Regions from separate parts of the Mus musculus genome. Here regions 2 and 3 are each linked to region 1. The links are chromatin contacts, called in public HiChIP or PLAC-seq maps. All regions are on one chromosome and are shown on one strand. Each heading gives the region's core, a stretch centred on a gene start, on an enhancer-like site or on the middle of the called end of the contact. The rest is flanking DNA. Distances are from core to core; before and after follow the strand shown. Region 1 holds the start of Mrpl34 (mitochondrial ribosomal protein L34). Region 2 holds the start of Fam32a (family with sequence similarity 32, member A). Region 3 holds the start of Hsh2d (hematopoietic SH2 domain containing).

Region 1 (2,890 bases), core at 272-2,771:
ACCCCTCAGTGGAGGCCTGGCAGCCTGGTGACTCCTCTCTCGGGGAACAGAGCCAGCTCACCTGAGGTCATCGAGGGGCCCGGGGCCCGAGGCAGGACGCAGGGGTCCCGGGCGGAGAAGCCAGCGTCCACCTGCAGGTGCCGCTTACATGGTGGTGCGGGGTTGGCCGCATTAGCGCGGACAGGCGCGGGCCCGGACGGTCAACGCAGGGGCATCCCGCAGCCGCGTAGCAAACCGGCCCTGTAAGTCCCACCCAGCGTGGGCGGGGCCTGGAGCAGATGGGCAGGCATCTCGGCCTATGGCAGCGGCGAGCCGTCTGGCCTAGATAACCGTCCAACCAGAGGCTTCTCTTCCCAGGATCAGCGCGCGGTCTGCAAGCAGCAGCCCCACCCCTGTGAAGAGTTTGGGGGGAATGAGGGAGGGATGGGCTAGAGCCTGGACCGAGAAGGGCTTGCAGTCGAGGGACAGCGAGTAGCTTGGGGGTGTGGTGGATGTGCTCTGTCTGGGACAGGGTCTCCTCAGCCAGCTTCTGCCTCCCGCAAGGCGGTATGCCCTCTGTCTCTTGACCTTCTCGTTCTGCACACTTCCAAATCTCTACACTTTCAGGTCGGGAAACAGACAAAACATCAAGGCAGGCATTTGAACCAGAGGCTGTGTCAGAAGTGTCAGAGCTGCTGCAGAACTAGCGAATGGGAATTGCATCCTAGTGATGGGGTCTCTGCTACACCAAGACTGAGCCCCAGGCTAACCTTCCCACCCTGGCGCGCTGTTCGCTCATGGGCTCAAGGTGCAGCCCAAACACTTGTCGCCATCCCTTCTACACACCTTCTACATACAATAAGTACTCAACACATCGCCTCAATTATTTGTAGGCACAACTAGCCATTTTACCATTTAGTTCATGGTAAGGACCATGAACTTCAGAAATGCTGGTGTGTACGGCTTCCTGTGGCTGCTGGCACGGCTGTCTGGACATCTTCTTTAAACAGTGGAGAGCTATGGAAGGTGTGTGAACAGGAGTCCAGATCTGAGCTGCGGGAAGAAAATTCCCCCAGGCCAGCCTGAAGGATTAAACTAACCAGAGCAAATTCACAACGCACGAGTTTTCGAGATTATGAAGAGCTGGAACTCAAGGACATCCGGGCCGCGCGCCAAGAGAAGTCTTGGCTGCGGGCGCCAAGAAGCTGCCAGCCCGCTGCGTGCCAGCTGCCCGTCTTCAATGAGGGCGGGTGAAAAGGCCAGCAGCCAGTTCTCCAGACTGCTGCCAGAGTCGTCACCACCACTCTGGGGCGCCCTCTACCAGTGGCCGAGGCGAAGAACTACAACTCCCAGAAGGCCAGGGGGACAGAATGTCATACGCACACGCAGGAGTTTACATTCGTTCGCCCTCTCCTGGTCATTTTGGAGAACTACATGCCACTGAGGACAGACATCCCCCAACCCCCACCCCACTATCGTCACCTGCAGGTGTGGAACTACAGCTCCCGGAAGGCCCCGCGGCAACAAGAACTACATTTCCCAGAAGGCATTGTCAAGGAGCCCAGAGTGTAGGAACTGGCATTGACCCGGACGACCGGACCATTGACCCGCCGCTGGATATGGCTTTCCTAGCCCGGTGCTTTGGGTGCCAGGCCTGCAGATCGGTGGCCCTATTGAGTGGCAGGTGAGTGTTCAGAGATACCCTGCTCCAGAATGGAAACAAGGGTGGTCTCTATAGACTACCATGCGTACTTATGTAGCGCCTTTTGTAAACAAGCTCTTTTGTTGCCCTGCCCATTACAAAGGCGGCTCAGAAAGTCATACAGCGTACATTCTCTGAGATTCACGGTTCCTCTGGTCCCACAGGTATCTCCAGTCCAGAGTCTGGATGGGGCTCCCGGACTCCTGGCCTCTCCTCTCCCTGCAGCAGGCTCGCGGCCGCGCGCGCGGAAACGAGTATCAGCCGAGCAACATCAAGCGCAAGCACAAGCACGGCTGGGTCCGTCGGCTGAGCACGCCTGCCGGCGTGCAGGTCATCCTCCGTCGCATGCTGAAGGGCCGCAAGTCCCTGAGCCACTGAGGAGCGCAACGTCGCAGGGAATAGACTCAGACGCCGGTAGAGTTGCCCGAGGGCGAGAAGTTGGGGCAAGCTGAAAGTGGGGGTCTGTCCCTTCGTAGGTTTTTAGACGCATCCCCCGTCGACGGCTGCTTACCAACCACCAGCACCTGCGATACCTCATCCATTTCTGTGAATATATTTGAAGGCATCTTTGCAAGACGGGGTCATTAAAACACAGACACCACCCCTACGTTTCCAGCCATTCCAAAGTATTACCGACTTAATAAATATTCACGTTTCTTGAACCACTACGTATGTATTAACTTACAGTTCTGGAAGACTGGTCGGGGTTAGGGATCTTGGGGCTTCTGCTTGACCCCAGGACTCCAACAGGGCTTTTAGTTCATAGGTTCTGTGTCCCCATACAGGAAAGTATTCTCTCTCAGTTCCTGTGGCCTCTATGTTTCTATTTCAGATCTGACCCCCATGTGCTCCAACACCCCAGCTCTAAATCCACGTGACCCATCAGACAACGGGTCCCTTCATGACAAGGCAGGGGCTGCTGACATAACTCAGCAGGTAAAGGCGTTTGCTAAATAATGCTTCAGGACCTAAGTTCAATCCCAGGAATGCACACCATAAAAGGAGAGGACAGTCAGTTACTAACTACAGACGAGACATCGGGCCAAATCGGAAGCCAGCACCACTCTTAAATCACCCAGTGTGGCATTGTTTTAGATTGATGTATTTATATGTTGTATATGCCATTTACTTGTGGCTTAGTTTGGTTTCTACCAAAAACAGCTGGTAGAGGAAACAATTTATTCTGTCTCAGTTAACAGTCCATCTCTG
Region 2 (2,890 bases), core at 107-2,606, 750 kb after region 1:
CTCACAGAACAGCAGTAGGGGCCTGATTCCCTGGACACACAGTGGAAGGAGCAAAGCAGCTCCCACAGTTGTGCTCTGACCTCTACTTGCTCTACACAGCACACAAATAAATAAATGTAACCTCCCCACTCCCCAAAATTGCTATAGAAAAAAAAAAATCCCAGCACATCTGTGATCCCAGTAGTTGGGAAGTAAGGTTGCTGGGCATGGTGGCACGCACCTTTAAACTCAGCCCTTGGGAGGCAGAGGCAGGTGGATATCCCTGAATTCACAACAGCATAGCCTACATAAGGAGTACAAGGACAGCCAAGGCTACACAGTGAGACCCTGTCTCAAAACAAACAAACAACCAAAAAGACAGTTTAATCATCTGCTACATAGCAAGCCTGTCCTCTATAAAACATCAACAAGACAAGCTAGGGCAGTGGCACACACCTGCAGTTCCAGTTTTCTGCATGCTCAGTCAGAACTGCAGCAAGCTAGAGGTCAGAGCAGTCTACACAGCAAATTCCACGTTTATCAGACTCATTTAGTGTCATGACACTTCTGCCCTCAAACTCACAGAAAAATAATTGTGACCATTGAGATGACTCAGCAGACAAAGGATCTTCGTCTATAAATATGACCACATCAGTCTGATTCCCAGGAACCCACAGCATAAGGCCTGAGAGTACTGCAAAGTGTCCTCTGTACTCCACGTGTGCTCTGGCACGTGTGTACACACACTCACATACACGTATACAGGTAACTAACTTTTAATGTAATTTTAAAGATTTATTCTTTCTTTTTTTTTTTAAGATTTATTTATTATTATATGTAAGTACATTGTAGCTGTCTTCAGACACACCAGAAGAGGGAGTCAGATCTTGTTACGGATGGTTGTGAGCCACCATGTGGTTGCTGGGATTTGAACTCTGGACCTTCGGAAGAGCAGTCGGGTGCTCTTACCCACTGAGCCATCTCACCAGCCCCAGATTTATTCTTTCTTATTACTTATTTCGAGACACAGTCTTTAGTTCTGGCTGACCTGAAGTCACTACATAAAACACGCTGAATCCAGAGATCCAGAGATCCTCCTGTCTCTGTCTCTGGAGTTCTGGGTAATTGTAATTTTCTAAATTGGAAAAAAAGTAATTAAGTAAATAATGCCACAAAGCAAAAGTGGATGCCCATAAAGTCAGAAATGGACGCCCAAATACGAAGTGTGTCTTTAGGCGAGCTATGTTGTTGGACAGTTGCCAAGACTACCCGAGACCGGAAGTGTGCACTTACTCTGAACCCTGAGGACGCGTGCGTCCTAGCTGACCAATCAGAAGGAAGCGAGGAGGGTTTCGGCCGGAAGTACTGTATGCAAACAGGAAGTGTGGCGGAGTTCCCGGGGCACGGCTTGCGAGCGCTATGGAGGCCTACGAGCAAGTCCAGAAGGGCCCCCTGAAGCTGAAAGGCGTGGCAGAGCTCGGCGTGACAAAGCGGTGAGGCCCGGGAGCCCGCGGTCTGTCCCTGAGGGCCGACCCCCAGCTCCGGCCCCTCTTACCGTCCCCCTCTCTCTCAGGAAGAAGAAGAAGAAAGACAAAGACAAGGCCAAGATGCTGGAGGCCATGGGGACGAGCAAGAAGAGCGAGGAGGAGAAAAGGCGCTGCCTGGACAAGCGCACGCCGGCGCAGGCAGCCTTCGAAAAGATGCAGGAGAAGCGGGTGAGGCAGGGGCAGAACAGGCCGGCTCCAACTGCCCGTGTAGCCCAGGCCTTCTCCCAACTCCTGGTAGCCTGGTAGCCCTGCCTAAAGTGGTCTTCTTGTGAACTGGGAAGACAGATGTCATCAGCTCTTAATGCTAGCCAAGTTCATTGTTCTTAAGTTACCACAAAGTCTGTTTCCATGACAACTCGCTTTCCTAGCTTCAAATGTACTTTTGTTATTTGAAGGTTGTGTGTGTGTGTGGATGGAACCCAGGCTCTTCTGTAACTCTCTATGTAGGCTGCAGTTGGCCCTGAACTACTGCCTCAGCTTTTTAGTTCCTGGAGAGGCTAGCATGGCCCACAAGGCCATACTAGTTATTTTGGGTGTTTGTTTGTTTGTTTAGTTTGCTTTGAGACAGGTTTCTTTATGTAGCCTTGGTTGTCCTGGCACTATCTCTGTAGACTTGAACTTCTAGGATGCAGTGTTACAATGTGATATCCCTGTTGAGAAAACCCAGGAAGGCACCTTCTCCATCTAACAAAGGGCATCAATTATGTATTGGAACTCCCACAGAGTTTCTGGGATGTGTGGGTCACCTTGCTGTCTCCCAGCCAATTGTGTTCTCTGGTCTGGTATAGCCTGTACTTCAGTGGAGTGTTTTGTTTTGTTTTTTTGCCTCTGCAATTGAATAACGACATGGGCTGGCTGGCTACGGTCTTGTGGCCCTTCTGGGCACCCTAATTGGACAACTTGATACAAACTAGAGTCCCCTAGGGTCTGCCACCCCTTCCTGCTGTCGTTGGTAGCTCTGGTCCTGAGTGGAAGACTTTATTTATTATGTATGCAGTGTTCTGCCTGCATATATGCCTGCAAACCAGAAGAGGGCACCAGGCCTCATTATAGATGGTTGTGAGCCACCATGTGGGCTGGGACTTGAACTCAGGACCTCTAAGAGAGCAGTCAGTGCTCTTAACCTCTGAGCCATCTCTCCAGCCCTGGGTGGAAGACCGTTGGAAATTTTTATTTATGTGTATGAGTGTGTTGTCTTCTTGTGCTGTGCTGCCAGAGGGGGAGCCGAAGGCAATGCAGCTTGGACTGTTGGAGCACACGCTCAGGCATGGTGCCTCCTCAGGCTCCTTTGGGGTACTATGAGACCTGTAGTGGGGTATGTGAGATAGGCTGGGTAGAGATGGGGGTACTGCCAACCTGGTTCA
Region 3 (2,890 bases), core at 137-2,636, 720 kb after region 1:
CCTAGAAAGTGTTCATTCCAAAGACCCAGGATAGGTGGAAATGCACTGGGTGCAGAGGCAAGACGGAAATGCACTGGGTGCAGAGGCAAGAAGGGGTGGGCCAGGAAGCTTACAGCCAAGTCAGCTATGCCTGTTAGGTACAGGGACACATCACCCAGGACCCAGAGTGTGCACATACATTGTAGTTCATTTTAAAATCAGAAGAAAAATCAGGCATGGACTGGGTCTGCAGCTCAGTTGGCAGGGTACTCACATATGGTGAAAGAACTCCTGGGTCCCATCCCAGTATCGCAGAAAATACAGACACCTCTATGATCCCAGCACCCAGGAGATAGAGACAGGAAGAGCAGAGATGCAACATCATCCTCAGTGTTCTGTGGATTCCAGGCCAGCCAGGATGCTGTGAGATCCTGTTTTAGAAAAATAAAAAACAGAAGGGAGAAAAAAACCAGAATAAGATAGATGGACTCTATGGTTTACTCCAGTTTGTTTTGTTTGTTTGTTTGTTTGCTTGCTTGCTTGCTTTCTTGCTTTGGTTTAGTTTGGATATTGAGTTTGAATGTCCCTATGTTAGCCCAGGCTAGCCTGGAACCCCAAATCCTCCTGCCTCAGGCTACTGAGTACTGCAACTACAGACCCAAGCCATCTTGCTTTGATGTTGGCCTAGAGGGCAACATGACTGTAGAATGATATTTCAAATGAGTTTTGCAAAGGAAGGTATGATAGGTGTTGTGTGTGCAGCAAGTCTGTCCTTTCATGTCTCCTTCATGTCTGGGGCATATGCAGTTCCCTGTCCTGTATATGCATACTGTTCCTGTATCCTGTCCCCCCCAAGCAGCCTCTCCTACTTGTTGCCTTTCACTCTCTGATTGCCATATGCCCATTTCCTGACCTATGACTACTTCAAGGTTGCTGTTAAGAGGCTGGGAATCTAGCTCAGTAGGTAGAGTGCTTGTAGCTCAGTAGGTAAAGTGATTGTAGCTCACTTAGCAAGCATGAAGCCCTGGGTTCCATCCCCAGCAATGCATAATCTTGGCATGATGGTAAACCCTGAGGTCGAGGCAAGAGTCTACTTCAGCACCCCAATTGGGGTGCATAAAGCTGTATCTCAAGGGGGAAAAAAACTAGAAGAATACCAATATTGGGAAGCAGGGCGGCAGCTGTCTCAGCGATTCCATAGAGTTGGTAGAGAGTAAGTACTGAGCAAGGCTTGGCAAGAACAACTCCAGCCTCAGACTCAAGCCTTGAGAGTTATTCTGGTCCCACCCTGTTCACCTGCTGGAGGAAACAGGAACTGACTGAGGCTCCTGGCCCTGCCCCTCTGACGTGTGGACCCTGAACCGAAACTTAAACTCCAGCTCAAGCCAGCTCAAGAGCCCTTCGGAACACAACCCAAGCTGTCCAAGGTATGCATCCTACATCCTGCACCCTGCATCCAGAATCCTGGCATCCCTGCATCCCAACATGCCCCAGCTTCAGAGGCTCTGGGACTTCAGCACTGGGTGTAGTGGTGCTAGAAGATGAGAGAAGGGTTTACCAGAGGAGGAAAGCATTGCAAGGGCTAAACTCTGGCATGGCTCTCCACACAAGTCATTGCAGCGCTTTGGAGGCCGAGGCAGGCTGTACACGTTTGAGGCTGGTTTCAGCTAGCTACATGGTGAGACCTGATTCATAGAAACCAAGTGTTCCAAGAAAACCACGAGGGGAAGGCAGAGAGAGGTAAAGCCCCTCCGGCCCCACGGGGTTTTACTGGAGCTGCCAGAGAAAGGAAGGAATTTAACTGAGAAGCTCCGGGAGAGGGTGGGACTGTGGCCAGGGTTTTGTTTGAGCAGGGGAGGCAGGGAAGCTGGCTGGAGGAAGGGACATTTGTATTGAGTCTTGAAAGACTTGTAGGAGTGTTCTGAAGTAGAAAGAGAATAAACATTGAGACCTTTCTGTGTAGCATGTAGCTGGGTTCAGCTGTACTTTAGAGACACGTGTATCTGCTTCATGATGGTGCTACACTCTGGGAGACATGTTGGTAGGTGATAGCCTGGACAGGATTGTCTGTTGCACTCCTGGAGGCCTAGACTCCAATGTGCTTGAACACGGTCAGAACTAGAGCACTGTGGCAAACATGTGCCTGTCTCTGCCTGTGAAGCACAGTGAATAATGAAATAAAAAGGGGAAGTAAACTGAAGTGGGTGGTGCACTCCAGAGGCAGAGGCAGAGGCAGGGGGATCTCTGAGTTCAAGGCCAGCCTGGTCTATAGAGCAAGTTCCCCGGACAGCCAGGGCTTTACAAAGAAAACCCGTCTTGAAAAAAAACAAAGACAAAAAAAAAAAAAAAAAAAAAGAAGAGAAAGGAGGCAGTGGGAGACCCTCCTAGGGACGTTGTCTAGTCACACTCGGCAAGGCAGCCAACCTTCATTCAAAGACTGTTTCAATCCATACAGTGAAGAGTAAGTGAGGAAGAGCCAGTGTCAGCTGCAGGCCTACACACACAGCTGCACACACACGTGTCTGTACACATGGTCACCCCCCCCATACACATTCAAAATTTTTAAATATTAGAATGAGGCTGGAGAGTCGGCAGTTAAGAGTGTACACTGCTCTTGCAGAGTTGCTGAGTTTAGTTCCCAGTGCCTGCATAAGCTTAATGGCCCCTGTAAATCTGGCTCCAGGGATCCAACGCCCTCTTCTGGCCTCCAGTAGTACCTGCATACACATGGCTATTACACTCACACACATTCTCACACACAGAGAGGCACACACATACACATAAATAAAAATTAAAATCTTTTTTGAAAACAAAAAGCAATTAAATAAATAAAAACCAGATATTAGGAGAAATTCAGGTTTTTGTTTTGTTTTGAGACTGGCCTAGAAACGTCTGACCCTTCTGTCTCCTT

What was found. HiChIP or PLAC-seq counts read pairs in DNA pulled down with a chosen protein or histone mark.
Region 2: a FOXA1 HiChIP or PLAC-seq map of pancreatic cancer cells shows a contact between it and region 1. The contact joins the promoter of Fam32a here to the promoter of Mrpl34 in region 1. A contact is called at or near these places in 2 of 39 promoter capture datasets (hippocampal neurons and pre-B cells) and 1 of 115 datasets of contacts at active chromatin or transcription factors (pancreatic cancer cells).
Region 3: a contact with region 1 is called in an HNF4G HiChIP or PLAC-seq map of pancreatic cancer cells. The contact joins the promoter of Hsh2d here to the promoter of Mrpl34 in region 1. A contact is called at or near these places in 2 of 39 promoter capture datasets (hippocampal neurons and neural stem cells), 1 of 115 datasets of contacts at active chromatin or transcription factors (pancreatic cancer cells) and 1 of 9 other capture datasets (pancreatic islet).

Annotation. Positions count from the first base shown.
Region 1 is chr8:71,463,405-71,466,294 of GRCm38.p6, forward strand. It overlaps Mrpl34 (mitochondrial ribosomal protein L34), which reads left to right and starts at 1,522. Exons shown (of 2, transcript NM_053162.2): 1 at 1,522-1,663; 2 at 1,846-2,349. The coding sequence starts at 1,599. The coding sequence ends at 2,059. It overlaps Abhd8 (abhydrolase domain containing 8), which reads right to left and starts at 253. Exons shown (of 5, transcript NM_022419.3): 1 at 62-253. The coding sequence starts at 71.
Region 2 is chr8:72,218,389-72,221,278 of GRCm38.p6, forward strand. It overlaps Fam32a (family with sequence similarity 32, member A), which reads left to right and starts at 1,357. Exons shown (of 4, transcript NM_026455.5): 1 at 1,357-1,472; 2 at 1,553-1,694. The coding sequence starts at 1,399.
Region 3 is chr8:72,188,282-72,191,171 of GRCm38.p6, forward strand. It overlaps Hsh2d (hematopoietic SH2 domain containing), which reads left to right and starts at 1,387. Exons shown (of 6, transcript NM_197944.1): 1 at 1,387-1,406.